Linked DNA regions of Sus scrofa: region 1 is linked to region 2. A link is a contact called in public Hi-C data. All regions are on one chromosome and are shown on one strand. The core of a region is the stretch at or near the end of the contact, and the rest is flanking DNA. Distances in the headings are between cores, read along the strand shown.

The links. A called contact is a pair of places that touch in the nucleus more often than the background predicts.
Region 1: a contact with region 2 is called in a Hi-C map of epiblast stem cells, with 3 times the contacts expected there. The contact joins the promoter of LOC110255906 here to the promoter of CHRNB1 in region 2. A contact is called at or near these places in 2 of 47 Hi-C or Micro-C datasets (embryonic fibroblasts and epiblast stem cells) and 1 of 2 datasets of contacts at active chromatin or transcription factors (alveolar macrophages).

Annotation. Positions count from the first base shown.
Region 1 is chr12:53,090,277-53,092,976 of Sscrofa11.1, forward strand. It overlaps LOC110255906 (collagen alpha-2(V) chain-like), which reads right to left and starts at 1,382. Exons shown (of 4, transcript XM_021066316.1): 1 at 1,213-1,382. The coding sequence starts at 1,382. All of the region lies in intron 1 of KDM6B (lysine-specific demethylase 6B), which reads left to right.
Region 2 is chr12:52,748,069-52,750,768 of Sscrofa11.1, forward strand. CHRNB1 (acetylcholine receptor subunit beta) reads left to right here and starts at 1,365. Exons shown (of 12, transcript XR_001300014.2): 1 at 1,365-1,516; 2 at 1,602-1,741; 3 at 2,303-2,347. It overlaps TMEM102 (transmembrane protein 102), which reads left to right. Exons shown (of 9, transcript XM_021067827.1): 9 at 1-1,258. It overlaps FGF11 (fibroblast growth factor 11), which reads left to right. Exons shown (of 5, transcript XM_013981311.2): 5 at 1-1,263.

The DNA.
Region 1 (2,700 bases), core at 132-2,631, 340 kb after region 2:
TCACCGGATACCAGTTCAGCCCTGACCTTAGTCAGTGGCACCTCACGCACACCCCCAACAGTGAGGAAGCGAGTCAAGAAACTGTATTAGATTGTATTAGGAAAGTCAGGGCCTTTATTCTGTGTCGGTGGGTAGATCTCACTCTTGAAGGAAGGGGACTCACTTGATAGCTATGGTTTCCCCTTCTCTGTTAAGTCCTGGGGTTGGTTATGGTATTGGATACTGGTTTCTCTTATTGTATACCTTAGAATTCGGGCTGTCAGATCAGACCTGGATTCCATTCCTAGCTCTGCCACTTCGTGGCTATAAGTACTTGGAAAGGTGACCACCTCTCGGAGCCTCATAGTCTTCATCTGGAAAATTTAAATATCAATACCTACCTTCTAGGCTGTTGACTGGGAAAAACAAAATTATTTATGCAAAGCATTTAGCACAGTCCCTGGCACAGAATGAACACTGAATGAACGCTTGTTATGAAATGCTTGTTCTTGTTAAATGTTGTTAGTTATTATTTTACTATTATGGTTGGTAAGCCTGCTTCCAACTGACCATGATCTTAGGAATGGAGAGTTTGTGTTAATTTGGTAGGTGGGGGGAGAGGGGTTTGGGGATTAGCTTCCACTGCATTGTGCACTTTATTTGATGAGGGCTTTAGTCAGATTTGTATTGCTTTCTTTGGGATTATTTTTTCCCCCCCTTCTTGAAGAAGAGACAGCTCAGACTATTCCTCTGGCTGTGAAAATAAAATAATTGTATTGTGGTTCTCGATTTTTGAGCAAGACCCCAATCCCCTCCCATGTTCTCTGGAGCCTTTCAATTTTGCAGAGGGACTCCACGGTTTCCTTTGCGGGGACAGGGCTGGCCGAGGGGTGTGTAAAAGGCTCGGGTGGGTGGGTAGAGAGACCAGTGCTGGGGGCTGGGGGGGGGGCGGGTAGTTGAAGGAAGAGACCGGAAGGGAGGAGGAGGGAGCCTGCTGGTGGGGAGGGAGGGAGGGGAGGAGGAGGTGGAGGAGGAGGAGGAGGAGGAGGAGGAGGGAGGGGGTTGGGGAGAGCCTGCTACAGTTCTTTGTTTGACTCCGGGACTCAGGGACGGGGAGGAGGAGGGAGGGAGGCAGAGGCTGCAAGCGCCGGGGCAGGCCCAGGAGGCAGAGGAGGGACCGTCTCCCCCGCCCCCCCAGCCCCCACTCCCCCCCTGCTGCTCCCCCCTCCCTACCCGGACTCCGGGGGCACCGCCGGGGGACAGACACCCAGCAGGTAACCCCGGCCTGGCTCGCCCTCCCTTCTCGGATTTTCCTCCACACCCTCCCGGCTGACCCCTTTCCCCGGTTCCGTCTCCCCGTCGCCCCCGGCCTTGCCGCTTTCCCCCGGCCCTCCTCGTTCCATCTCCCCCACTTGGGCTGGTCACCCGCCGGCCGCGCCGCCGTCTCGTGCAGCCTGACTCCCTTCCCGTCGCCCGACAGCCTGTGCGTCCCAGGTCTGCCCGCGGCACCTTTCGGGGCTCTGTCTCGCTGCTTCTCCTGGCTTTGCTTTCCTTCCGACCTGTCCCCTGGGGCTCTGAGGAAGGAGGGAGTCCCTGTCCTTTTCTCGCTCCCCCAGTTCCCCGCCCCCCAACTCTGGCCCCCTTTCTCCTCTAGCAGTCTCTAGGGGTGGGGAGAGAACCGGAATTTGGGGGGCCCTCTGGAGGGGCAAGGGGCTGTGTGTCGTGGGGGAAAGGGGCTGCGAGTGTACGCGGGGTGGGGGCGGGGGCGGTTAGGGACCCGGCTGCCTCTCTGTTGTCCCTTTAAATGGCCCTCACATTTCTGGGGACTCGTGGGGGGGAGGTGGCAAGCTGCCTGCCTGGGGGGCAGGGCCCTCAGTTCATCCACACCATCAGGGGTGGTAATGATTTAAAGGGACAGCCTCGGTGTGGCCGCTGCCACCCTGCGCCAGCGGGAGGGGGAGCCGAGCCGGCAGACCATGTCTGGGGAGGCTTGGCCGGTGAGCAGGGCATTTGAGGCTGAATCTTTTGCGAGGCCTGCCAGGTCTGGGATCGGGCTGCAGCTGGGACCTGCAAGGAGGGCTGACAGCCTGCCTGGGGGGGCACTCAGCGTGGGCCTTCTCCAGGGCCCCACCTTTGGGTTCATGGAGTCCTTGGCCAAGAATCCATGAGTCTAAACTACAGAGCCTGTTGGCCACCAGGTGGGGGCCACTGGCAGGTCTGTGGGTCAGCAGCCTGGCCTGGGCACACTGGAGCTGGCCCTTCAGCTTTTCCTTTTGTTGTTTGGCTCTGTGCACAAGAAAGCCGCGGCCCCTCCCCCAGCTCCCCCTTCCCGTCCACATGCCCCCCCCCACCACACACACCCACCCCAGCTGTTGGACAGATGAATTACAGCCTCCGGCTTGGGGCCAGAGCTGGTGAGGGATTAAAGCTCTGGGGCTGGCCCTTTAAACGGCTGTTGGCCCCTCCCCCACTCTGGTGTCCAGACACCCCATACACACCCCGCTGACCCCCTCGGCTGCCCCTCACTCCTCCTCTTAGTCTGTCCTAAGGCCTGCCACTCCCCTCTCTGTAGGCTAGACCCTCCCCAGCTTCCCTTTCTCCCTCAACACAACCACATATACAAATGCTACAGACTACACACACATAGACTCTCGCTCACTCACTCCCTGGTCTCACATTCTGAGCGTCCCTGTCCTGGAGGGATCCAGCCTCAAGCTCCCT
Region 2 (2,700 bases), core at 115-2,614:
GGCTCATAGTAGGGAAGCTAGGATGGGGAAGGGGCCAGAACCATGCATGATTGGACCTGTGCCTGGGTTATGGGGATGTGAACACTTAGCTACCTCAGCAGGAATTCCTTCCAGGTCCCTTTTAAAGCTGAGGTCTTTAGGGTAACTGGTCTAGAATAAAAAAGACAAATGAGGAGTTCCCGTTGTGGCCCAGTGGTTAACGAACCCAACTAGTAACCATGAGGTTGGGGGTTCGATCCCTGGCCTTGCTCAGTGGGTTAAGGATCCGGCATTGCCCTGAGCTGTGGTGTGGGTCGTAGACACGGCACACGGATCCTGCGTTGCTGTGGCTCTGGTGTAGGCCGGCAGCTACAGCTCCGATTCGACCCCTAGCCTGGGAACCTCCATGTGCCGTGGGCGCAGCCCTCAAAAGACAAAAGACAAAAAAAAAAAAAAAAAAAAACAACCAAAAAACAAATGAGAGGAGTTCCCGTTGTGGCTCAGAGCCTAAGAACCCGCCTAGTATCCATGAGGATTCAGGTTTGATCCCTGGCCTCACTCAGTGGGTTGAGGATCCGGCATTGCTGCAAGCTGCAGTGTAGGTCACAGATGCAGCTTGGATCCTGAATTGCTGTGGCTGTGGCGTAGGCTGGCAGCTGCAGCTCCAATTCAACCCCTAGGCCGGGAACTTCCATATGCCGCGGGTACAGCCAAAAAAAAAAAAAAAAAAAAAAAAAGACAGATGGAACATAGCCACACCCCCCTTTGCCACAGCAATGAAGTGATACCAGTTCAGCAATAAGTCCCATCCCTTGCCCCTACAGGTCAGGCCACGGAGGGAGGGTGAGGGCCTCTTCTCTAGACCTCATACATCCCAGAGCTTCTTCTGAGTAGAACTTGCTTTATTTTACAGCCTATAATCTCAGCTGGGTTTTGGGTACCCAGAAAGGGCCTGACTAGATTTTTCTGAAAAATATGGAGACCTAAGGGCAGGCCTGAAAAAGATCAGAGGTCAGCAGAGAACTAGGAGGGAGGCTCTGAGTAACTTCAGACCTGGGCAAGGAAGACTGAGGGGGCGCTAAAGGGAGGGCCTGGGGCTCAGAGGCAGGTCACTTTTCCTCAGGCTCTTTCTACTTCTGGCTTGTTGCAAGAGGGGTGGATGCTCCCCTCACCCACACAGAACCCCGCTCAGGCTCCACCCATCTCCTGGCTCTGCTCCCCAGGGACCGGGTCTCCACTCCATGCTTTCTCAATTAAAGATTAAAGACGATTTATACAACTGAAGTGTTGTCTGTCATCTGTAGGTGGCAGGCATTGGCAGTTGCTCGGGAGAGATCAAGTCCCAGGGGCGGGGCGGGTGGGCTGGCGGCTGCCCCCCCAATAACAGGTGCACATTCCTGGGCGCCTCGTCACTTCCCCTGCACTGGTTGTCTCAGCGGCTCATCCAGCGAACTCACTGAGTAAGGCGGGCTGGCTATGACCCCAGGGGCGCTTCTGGTGCTGCTGCTGGGGGCGGTGGGGGCGCCGCTTGCCCCGGGTAAGTCTGGGCCTCAGAGGGGCAGTGACAGGGCCAGAGGTCGTGGCCCGGTACCAAGGCCTCACTTCGTGCTCTCCTCCTCCAGGAGCCCTCGGCTCGGAGGCGGAGGGCCGACTCCGCGAGAAACTTTTCTCGGGCTATGATAGCTCCGTGCGCCCGGCGCGGGAGGTGGGAGACCGCGTCGGGGTCAGCATTGGTCTCAGCCTGGCGCAACTCATCAGCCTGGTGAGGGCGCACGCGGGGAGTTGAGGTCTGGCCCACTGGCCGGCTGGGGGGCGTGGCTTTAGGCGGGGTGGGAATCCAAGGATGGCTGGGGGCGGGGCCTGGGGCGAGGCCAGGCTGGGAGACGGACTGGCCCTTAGCGGCGATTGGGTTGAAATCGGACCAATGGACAAGCTGTGGGCGTGGCTGCAGGAAGGGTCGGGGTAGAGCCGGTAGGGTGGTGATCCCGGAGCTCGGGCCGAGGGACGGGCCAGAGGGCGGACCTTGAGGCGGGGTCACAGGCTGGGGCGGAGCTTGTGCCGGACAGGGTCCATAAACAACAGCGGGGGGAGACTCAGGCCGGCGGGTGTGAGAACTGGTAGGTGAACTGGCTGGCGGTAGGACCACAGGAAGTCCGCGAGATAGAGGCGGGGCCTAAACTAACACAGCTTATGGGAGGCGGGCCTTGGACCCAAGAGGGTGGGATTCAGAAAAAGAGGGAGTTTCCAGGGGGAGTTTGACCCACTGAGCCCCTTATTTCTCTGCAAATACATCACATCTACCCTTTAAACTTTTCCCTTCTAGAACGAGAAGGATGAGGAGATGAGCACGAAGGTCTACTTAGATTTGGTACGGACATCCCGTAGGGTGGGAGAGGGTGTCCTGCTGCCTTTACAATTTCCTCGAATCTCCCCGCCAGTGAGAACATTTTTTGCATCACATTTATACCTGAAAATGAAGTTTCAGGAAACAATACCTATTTGTATGACGGGCGGTGCACTCCATGCATTTTTTCATTATTTTATTTTTTAACCCTGCTTTGGGGTCCTTTTACTCCCAACCCATTCAAGGGCCGCTAATGCAGTTTGAAAACCACTGTGTTGGAGGCGAGCCAGGGCAACTCCATCACATTTACAGAATGAAAAATTGGGGCCCAATGAGAGGGAAGGGAAAAGCAACAGACAGGGTCCCAAAGAGTGCAG